3 separate regions of the Mus musculus genome follow, and regions 1 and 3 are each linked to region 2. A link is a contact called in public HiChIP or PLAC-seq data. All regions are on one chromosome and are shown on one strand. Each heading gives the region's core, a stretch centred on a gene start, on an enhancer-like site or on the middle of the called end of the contact. The rest is flanking DNA. Distances are from core to core; before and after follow the strand shown.

Evidence for each region. HiChIP or PLAC-seq counts read pairs in DNA pulled down with a chosen protein or histone mark.
Region 1: a contact with region 2 is called in an H3K4me3 HiChIP or PLAC-seq map of bone marrow-derived macrophages, with 3 times the contacts expected there. The contact joins the enhancer-like site here to the promoter of Ivns1abp in region 2. A contact is called at or near these places in 1 of 39 promoter capture datasets (hippocampal neurons), 1 of 484 Hi-C or Micro-C datasets (nephron progenitors) and 2 of 115 datasets of contacts at active chromatin or transcription factors (astrocytes and bone marrow-derived macrophages).
Region 3: an H3K4me3 HiChIP or PLAC-seq map of craniofacial prominence shows a contact between it and region 2, with 5 times the contacts expected there. The contact joins the enhancer-like site here to the promoter of Ivns1abp in region 2. A contact is called at or near these places in 4 of 39 promoter capture datasets (frontonasal cranial neural crest, hippocampal neurons, maxillary cranial neural crest and 1 more), 3 of 115 datasets of contacts at active chromatin or transcription factors (astrocytes, craniofacial prominence and embryonic forebrain) and 2 of 9 other capture datasets (adipose tissue and pancreatic islet).

What each region holds. Positions count from the first base shown.
Region 1 is chr1:150,758,388-150,761,093 of GRCm38.p6, reverse strand. Hmcn1 (hemicentin 1) reads left to right here. Exons shown (of 107, transcript NM_001024720.3): 16 at 2,632-2,706. Among named protein-coding and RNA genes, the nearest start is that of Hmcn1, 230 kb to the left of the region's middle. Within about 2 kb of position 1,438, at least 44 of the 459 cell types and tissues checked have an H3K27ac peak or open chromatin away from gene starts, as enhancers often do. A contact at or near this core is called in bone marrow-derived macrophages, where this site is marked.
Region 2 is chr1:151,343,214-151,345,913 of GRCm38.p6, reverse strand. Ivns1abp (influenza virus NS1A binding protein) reads right to left here and starts at 1,416. Exons shown (of 15, transcript NM_054102.2): 1 at 1,159-1,416. It also overlaps the pseudogene Gm10138.
Region 3 is chr1:150,569,452-150,572,151 of GRCm38.p6, reverse strand. The region is part of intron 105 of Hmcn1 (hemicentin 1); the gene reads left to right. Among named protein-coding and RNA genes, the nearest start is that of Gm41967, 98 kb to the right of the region's middle. Within about 2 kb of position 1,346, at least 13 of the 459 cell types and tissues checked have an H3K27ac peak or open chromatin away from gene starts, as enhancers often do. A contact at or near this core is called in craniofacial prominence, where this site is marked.

The DNA.
Region 1 (2,706 bases), core at 189-2,688, 580 kb after region 2:
GCTGTGTTGGCCACAGTCAGGAGGAGGAAGTACTTAAGTCTTCTTGGCTCAGCTAGGAGCTGCTTCATTTTGGAAGTTTGTTTGTGGTGGACGTTGTTTTGGCTGCTCTTGCAGGCCTGGTGTTCTCATTTGCTTCTTGTTTTGAGACCCAGTGTGGATGTTCCCTAATCTGATGTCTGGTGCCTGATGCTGTTCAAGAATCTACTTGCAATGCATGATTTCTCCCATCTTGATTAGGTTTGTGGGTGTAACTTGAGTTTGCTCTTTTGCTATGAATCCAGATTTTCCTTCTCCATTACTTTCTCCATAACATGCTAGAGTATCACTTTTCATTGATAATTATAATTTAACATTTTAATAAAAGGGAGGTTTCTCTTCCCTGAGTTGGTGGATTTCATAACCACCATAACCAAGTCTTCTCTATAATCTTTTACTGTTTTTAAATTTATTATTTAGTCCATTGCAACATTCCTCTGCCTAAGACCTGGGCCTTGTACAGTTTGAGACTTTTAGACTTAGCTTCCCTCTTTTCATAAAAATATTTACATTTTATAATATCCTCCTCCTCCTCTTCCTCCTCCTCCTCCTCCTCCTCATCATCATCATCAAGATAGGTTCTCACTCTGTAGCTCTGTCTTGCCTGAAACTATTTGAACAGGCTGATCTGAAATCACAGAGATCTCTCTGCCTCTTGAGTTATCACATACCACATCAAGCTTCATGTTTTAGATTAATTGACTATGTTCACTCTAGAAAGAATTAAATTATAGAAATGAAATAAGCAAAAAATGTGTTACATTGTGAACTATATTTAAAATATCTACTGGTCATTTTTATAGGTTGAATTCATATGTATACATACAAATTAAGAAAAACTATCTAAACAGAGGTAAAACATTCTCTTCTCAAAAACATCTTTTTCAATTGTTTTTATCTTAAATTTTGTAAGAAGGCTTTTGAAATTGTCTTTTTCCTTTCGAAAGTGCAAGTTCAAATGTAATGTGGTGAGGTGTCTCTACCACTTTCTTATACATAAACACAAATTTGAATTGTTACCATAGCTTTCCATGATAACTCAATAATTCATTCACTAGTATCCAGTAGCCACATACAATGTACCATGTATATGTTAGCTACTGTTAAAGGATGTGTGTGTGTGTGTCTATATATATCAAAAAGGGAAGTCACCATGCCAATAAAGAGGTGATGTCATTGAGGGGTGTCCCTTGGAAACTGGGTTAAAGGGTTGTCAGTATTTCAACAACAGACATTACACTTGCAGGAGAGGTGATAACACAAGCTACAACGAGAAAAGTTGGTTCTGCTGTGGAGAAGAGCCAGGATTGCTGACTGGCCACAAGCCAGGCTCTGTGTAGTACAGGAAACAATGCACACAAAGCTGCAGAGTGAAAGGAAGTCTATTCCAGGCTAAAAACAGAACCCCAGCACTGGTGGAGGACAGCTGTATATCCAATCTGCAGATGTGGCTGAGAAGGAAGGAAGTGATGTCTACATCATTCTTTAAAAATGAGACTGCTAACCAGTATGCCGAGGCATAGCTATTAGAACATGTAGAGACAACTCTGAGGTGTAAACTAGCTTCTAATCTTCTCTTCCTCATATGATTCCATTGACACTTAGCAAATCAACTACGTTTCTGTTTCCTCATCTATAAAACCAGAGTGGGGTTGTAGATTGGAAACCACTGAAATTATTTGACAAAAGCCTTGGCTCTGAAAGTGATAGCTGTTGCCCTTGGTTACCTGGATCCTTGCTTGACTTCCAGCTTAACATCTCTTAGAACTTTATATGAGTAGGTTCCTCACACTGCTTCCAATAGCATCCCATGTGTTTATTCTTACCTGATGTCTCAAATATTATTATTCATCAGCTTCTGAGAGTCTCAGCCCTGGGTGGTTCCCAACAGCATCCTCCTTATATTGTAGACCTGTGTTATACTGGAGAAGTGTGTTCATCATAGACCTCAGGGTCTTCGTCTCAGTCCTCCTAGTTACCGGAATGATGTGAATCCCCAGATTTCTTCATATGTCTCAGTTCTCCTTAAGATGCTAAACACTTCCTACTCTCTCTTTACCAAATGCGTTCTGCTATTATAACTTACATGATTGATTCTCAAACTTACACTTCTCTGACTTAAAAATTGAGCTATAAGGAGCAAGAATACAATACCAAACATACTTACACTTCAGTAATAAATATTGTTATTATGTCTGATGGGGATTAGTGATTAAACACTTTGGTACAAATTAAGTTCATTTAGAAATCCAACCAACAAGTTTTTTATGAATAACAGAAATATTATATTTCATTATAAACTCAGGATTGTTTAAGGTTTGAGCACTATAAAATATACTCATACTGAAAAGAAATTTCTGTAATAGTTCTTTCTAAGATGGTCACATCACCTACATCTGTAGGGCAAAGATGAGTGTTTATTTTAAGAGTTAATTTATAATGAAAAATGCATGCCTGTCATATGAGAGTAGCTATAGGGTAAATTTACAATATTTTATGAATAATGATTTGTTCAACCTGTTGACGACCTAATAAGGTTTATTCTTAATATGTCCACATTTTCTGCCAGTGACGTTTTTCTCTTGTCCCTTCCAGCACCTCCGGTTTTCATACAAGAACCTTCTGATGTGGCCGTGGAAATTGGCTCCAATGTGACATTGCCTTGTTATG
Region 2 (2,700 bases), core at 167-2,666:
ATTCAACCTGAAACTATTTTCTTAGTTATTTTTTTCCTAAGTCAACCACTGGTGTTAAAATTAAAGAAAATATGGCTAAGGTGATTTAGTCCGTGCGGCTTGTGTGCTCTTACTTCCAGAGCTATGGTGTATTGCCAAAACAGGAGACCACAACAAAACTCCTAAGAACTTGATATCTGGGTGTTCTAACCTCCACTACTGACAGACATTAAACAAAACGTTGCCTTTTAGGCCGTCCGACTTCTTTTTGATCGAAATGTTTGCTCTCCGGAATCATTTATCTGCAACTTATTGAGGGAAAGGCGGAAATATTTCTCAAATTTGTGTGTGTGTGTGTACAGATTTCCTTACGTTAATCTCCACTCTGACACTCCCCGGTGTCTTATCAACGAGGTCCTTTACCCAAAAATAGAAAAAAAAAAAAAAAGGTGATCGGACGAAAAGCCTGCTCTCCACCTATTTCTTTCAGAGAACATGGAGCCTGTGCCCCGGCGCGCCGGGGACCCCGCGCTGCAAGGCCTGGGGCGCGCTCTCGGCGGGTACAGCGAGGCACCCGCACACCCCCGGCCGCGATTGGCCGCGATTGGCCGGCGGCGCAGTCACTCAGAGCTGACACGTCAGGGCAGCCGCTCCCTCGCTCCTCCCGCCTCCTTTTCCCCGCGCTTGGCAAGAAAAGCGGGCAACGTGGAGCTCGAACAAAGGACCCCGTGGTCCACGGCGACCAGGGACTCCGTGCCACCCCACGCCTAACCCCTGGAACCGATGCGCTCTGAGGGCGGCTCTGTGTCCCCACGCGCCGGCCGCGGGGAGTCTTAGCCCGGAGAGCCCCAAACCGCAGCCGGCACCTCGCTCCTGACAGCGGGAAACGATGTCTACAGTCCTCGGTGGCCGCCGCTCTCATCCGGCGGGTCATCCCTCCTAGTCCTCCGCCGGGCCAGGTCCCGGGGACCCTCCGTCACCCAGCGCGGAAGCCTGACGATCCCCGCCCCGGCGGAGGAAGGTCCGGGACCACCGCGCTCTTCCCCCGCCAGCCGGCAACCGAGCCGAATGCGGAGCCCCGCGATGCCCGTGTCTCCCGGGACAGCGGGACGCTCCGCACCACCACCATCTTCCCACCCCGCCCTCTCCCTCCCGCGGCGCCCGCGTACAGCGCGTTACCTGGGTCATCTCTGAAGAGATGGCGAAATTCATCTCCAGAGCTTCGACGGGCTGCAGGCGGAAGGCGCTGGAAGGGGCTCGGGGCGACCGGGCGGGAGGCTGCGGGCTGAGGAAGACCAGTGGGTACTCGCGGGAACTCGCTCGCCGCCACGACGCGCCCAGCACCTCCGAGCGACTGACCGACCTCCACGCGCGTCCCGAACACACTGCCACCGCCGCCGCCGCCGCGCGCGCTCGCGCCGCACTCCCTCGCACGTCACCACGTGCGCTGCCGCCAACGCCTCCCGGCCGCTTCCGGCTCTGATGCCTGAGCGAATCACAGGCGAGCTCCCGGGAAGATCCCGCTCTGAGGCTCCGCCCCCGGACAGGGCCCCGCCCACCTCATAGCTCTTTTCCTCAACCGCCCCCTCCTTCCTTCTCGGCTCAACTAGGTCAGCGCAAGGTGATCCGGGAGAGCGGGGCGGCGGGGACCGCTCCTCCTGTTACTTATCGAGCGCGCGCTCCCTCCCGAGCCTCACACCCTCGCTTCGCCCTTTTTTTTCCACTGTCCAGGAACTGGTTCCCTCCTTCCTCTTCCACCTGCCCTACCTTCTCCAGAGATCCGACGTGGCGATTAGAGTTCTCAGCGTCACACTGACTTCTAGGCAACTAGCCTAGACTGGAGCTGCGTGTTGTGGGAACCCCGCGGCAGTAGTTGAGCATCAGGCTCTTACCTTGGAGGTGGAGGGGTGAGAAGAATGGAGGAAGAAGGGATAAGTCAGAGGAGGGCCTGAACAACTAGCCCCTCTATTGGCCTGCTTTGGGTGAGCATTCAGTGAGTGTGTTTAAAAAAAAAAAAAAAAAAAAAAAAGGTGAAAGAGATATTATCGGTGTGCCATAAAATGCGTGTTCACTTCTACTTTTTGTCCCCCTCTGGTATCAGTTCCTGATGTCTCGACTTCTTTGGACAAAGAAAAGTAGCTTGGGGAATTGTTAGTCCCTATCTCTACCCCCTGGGGCCTTTTAACCCAGGAGCCAAGCCCAGTCATCCACCCACCTTGCCCCTAGGAGGCAGGCAGTTGTTTAGGTCAAATGTGATTTAAGCTGGGCTCCACTTCTTCATATGACTCTGAAGCACATGCTGGGAAGTTTCCTTGATTGAAGATGAGGGGATTTGGTGAGATTATATCCAAAGGTCTATAAAGTATACACATAATCGAGTTAGGTAAAGGTTTCCAGATTAATGCTTATACTGGTTTATAGAGGGCGCTTACACAGTCTAGACCTGACTTTGATCATCCCGCTTAATTTGTAGCCATTTCTTGGAGCTCTTTGACAATGCTTCCTACCCTTCTTTAATGTGTTAGCGGGTAGGAAATAGAAATTGGGAGGGGGGTCTTCATTACTTTTAAAAAATAAGATCTTGTGGCCAGGAGACGTTTCTTTTTTGTTGTTGTTTCACAAAAGGAGGAAGTAGAAACTGAGCTGTCAGCTAGTATGATTATGTGTCTTAGAGAAACTGGCATTTGCCGTCCAGCTTTTCTCTTTGATAGCACATTACTT
Region 3 (2,700 bases), core at 97-2,596, 770 kb after region 2:
TGTTCTTTTCTGTCATATACAAACCATATCCTTTTGAAACCAGTAAAATCTTTATGAGAACATTTTACAATAGCCATAAAATTGAGATTGGAGTTTTCCTTTTCAACTTCACAAAGACTTGTAAGGAATGTAGCCTGTAGGAGGTGTGTCCTGGAAACCAAGACCAGCAGGAAGGATGGCTTTACCTGATGTTCCTTTGACTCTTCCTGCTGTCTGAGGGTTCCCACATCGGTTGTTGGGGCTGAAGAGGAAGCTTGAACTCAGTAGAGCCTTGGCTGTCACCCATCAATCCCTACATGAATAACTTAAATATAGATATAATTCCCACTCATGTATATAAATAAAACTCCTACTTAAGATGACTATGTGAACCCTAATACCCTAGTGTAGTCAAGACCGAAGGTAACACTATCTCAGGTTGAACATTCTCCAGTGGCCTCTCATCTTTCCTAAGATGCTGTGAATACTGCAGACAGCACATTCTGGATTGGGGGTGGGGTGGTGGTGGAAGTGCTAACTCTCCGTACTTTTGAACTGACTCAGCCCAGACATCTTTCTAAAAGAACACTGATGTCACTAGATTTGATTGCAAATGCCTTTTCTTTTCTTTTCTTTCTTTTTAAGATTTATTTATTTTTATATGAGTACACTGTAGCTATCTTCAGACAAACACCAGAAGAGTGCATCAGATCCTATTACAGGTGGTTGTGAGCCACCATGTGGTTGCTGGGAATTGAACTCAGGACCTCAGGCAGAGCACTGTGAGTTTAAGGCCAACTAGAGCTTGTCTTGTCTCACTATTAAGAGAGAGAAAGAAAAGAGAGGCAGAGACAGAGACAGAGACAGAGACAGAGACAGAGACAGAGACAGAGACAGAGACAGAGACAGAGACAGAGAGAGCACCAATGCCAAAACCTACAACTACCCTTCTGACAGCTGTCTCAGGAACCAAAGAAGGATGCAGGGCAAATACCAAAGCATTTAGAATTATCAACTGAACCACAAAAATCTTTTAAGCAAAGTTAAAGGGTTATATGATACACTCATTAGAGAGATTTTCCTTCATTTCTAAATCCTGCCAGGTTTTTTTTTAATTGCCTTCATTTAGCTCAAAACATTTTTCAGTCTTCACTTGTGCTACAGAGTGGAAAATACTGTGAACAAATCAGAAACAGGTGTTATGGAAGTGTTTGCAATTTAAATGGGTTACATACTTTTGTGGTTTCAAAAAGACACCAGAGAAAACATTTCTGCCGTTTTAAAGAATTCTTTACTCTAAGGAATAGCTTAGAGTCTCTTTATAGCTTTAGAAAGTCTTTGAGGCATTTACAAGGAGCAAGAGGCTGTTTTTCAGCACGGGATTTTTTTTTTTAAAGCTTTATACATTACTAATGGCCGTGTCAGTAAGAGCTGGAAAATTACAATGGACAGTGTCATAAGGAACAAAGACAGAGAATCCTGTCAAAAGTGGAAGCCACTGGGCTGTAAAATTAAAAACAAAATACAAAAAGTGTGACCAATCAAGATTTGACTGAGAAACAAAAAGGAGAAACTAAAAGAAAGTCAGCCTGATTTTATGCACCGCAGATATTAAAAAAGAAAACTCAAACAGACTTTCATACATGACAAATAATGCCTTGTTTGAAAATATTAATAAAAATATGCTTTCTAAAAGAAGAAAATGTAATATTATACAGGATTTGAAAGGAGTTCTGTTTTCTGTTTTAAACAGATGGTGTATATTTATTAAGAGTCCAGGTTGGCCGGGCATGGTGGCACACGCCTTTAATCCCAGCACTTGGGAGGCAGAGGCAGGTGGATTTCTGAGTTCGAGGCCAGCCTGGTCTACAGCGTGAGTTCCAGGACAGCCAGGGCTACACAGAGAAACCCTGTCTTGAGAAACAAAAACAAAAGCAAACAAACAAAAAGAGTCCAGGTTAATTATACTTTGTATTTTTTTAAATTATTTTATCTATTTACATTCCAAATGTTGCACTCCTTGCAGTCCCCCCTCCCAGACTTTTTTACCGCACCCCCCACCCCTTTGCCTCTGAGAGGGTGCTTCTCCAACTACCCACCCACCCCCACCTCATTCATCCCCTATCCTGGGGCACCAAGTCTACAGGATTAGGCTCACCCTTTTCCACTGAGGCCAGACAAGGCAGTCAGGCCTCTGCTACACATATACCAGGGGCCATGTACCAGCCCATGTATGCTCTTTGGTTGGTGGCTTAGTCTCTGGGAGCTCCCAGGGGTCCTGGTTAGTTTATACTGTTGTTCTTCCTAGGGGTTGCCATCCCCTTCAGCTCCTTCACTCCTTCCCCTAACTTTCCCATAGGGGTCCGTGACCTCAGTCCAATGTTTGGCTGTGAGCATCTGCATCTGTCTCAGTCAGCTCCTGGTAGAGCCTCTCAGAGTACAGCCATGCTAGGCTCCTGTCTGCAAGCACAACATGGCATCAGTAATAGTGTCAGGACTTGGTGCCTGCAGATGTTCCAAGAGTATTTATCCCGAATTATTTTTAAAGTATCTCCTTTCATGTCTTTACAATGTTTATTAAAAGCCAGACATCATCAGTTAATCCATTATAGAAGACAAGAGTATTAGTCCTCTCATTTTTCTTTCCTGAAACAAGGTCTCATTCTGTACCAGTGGCTGGACTGGAACTCACAGTAGTCTGTCTGCCTCCCGAGTGCTGGA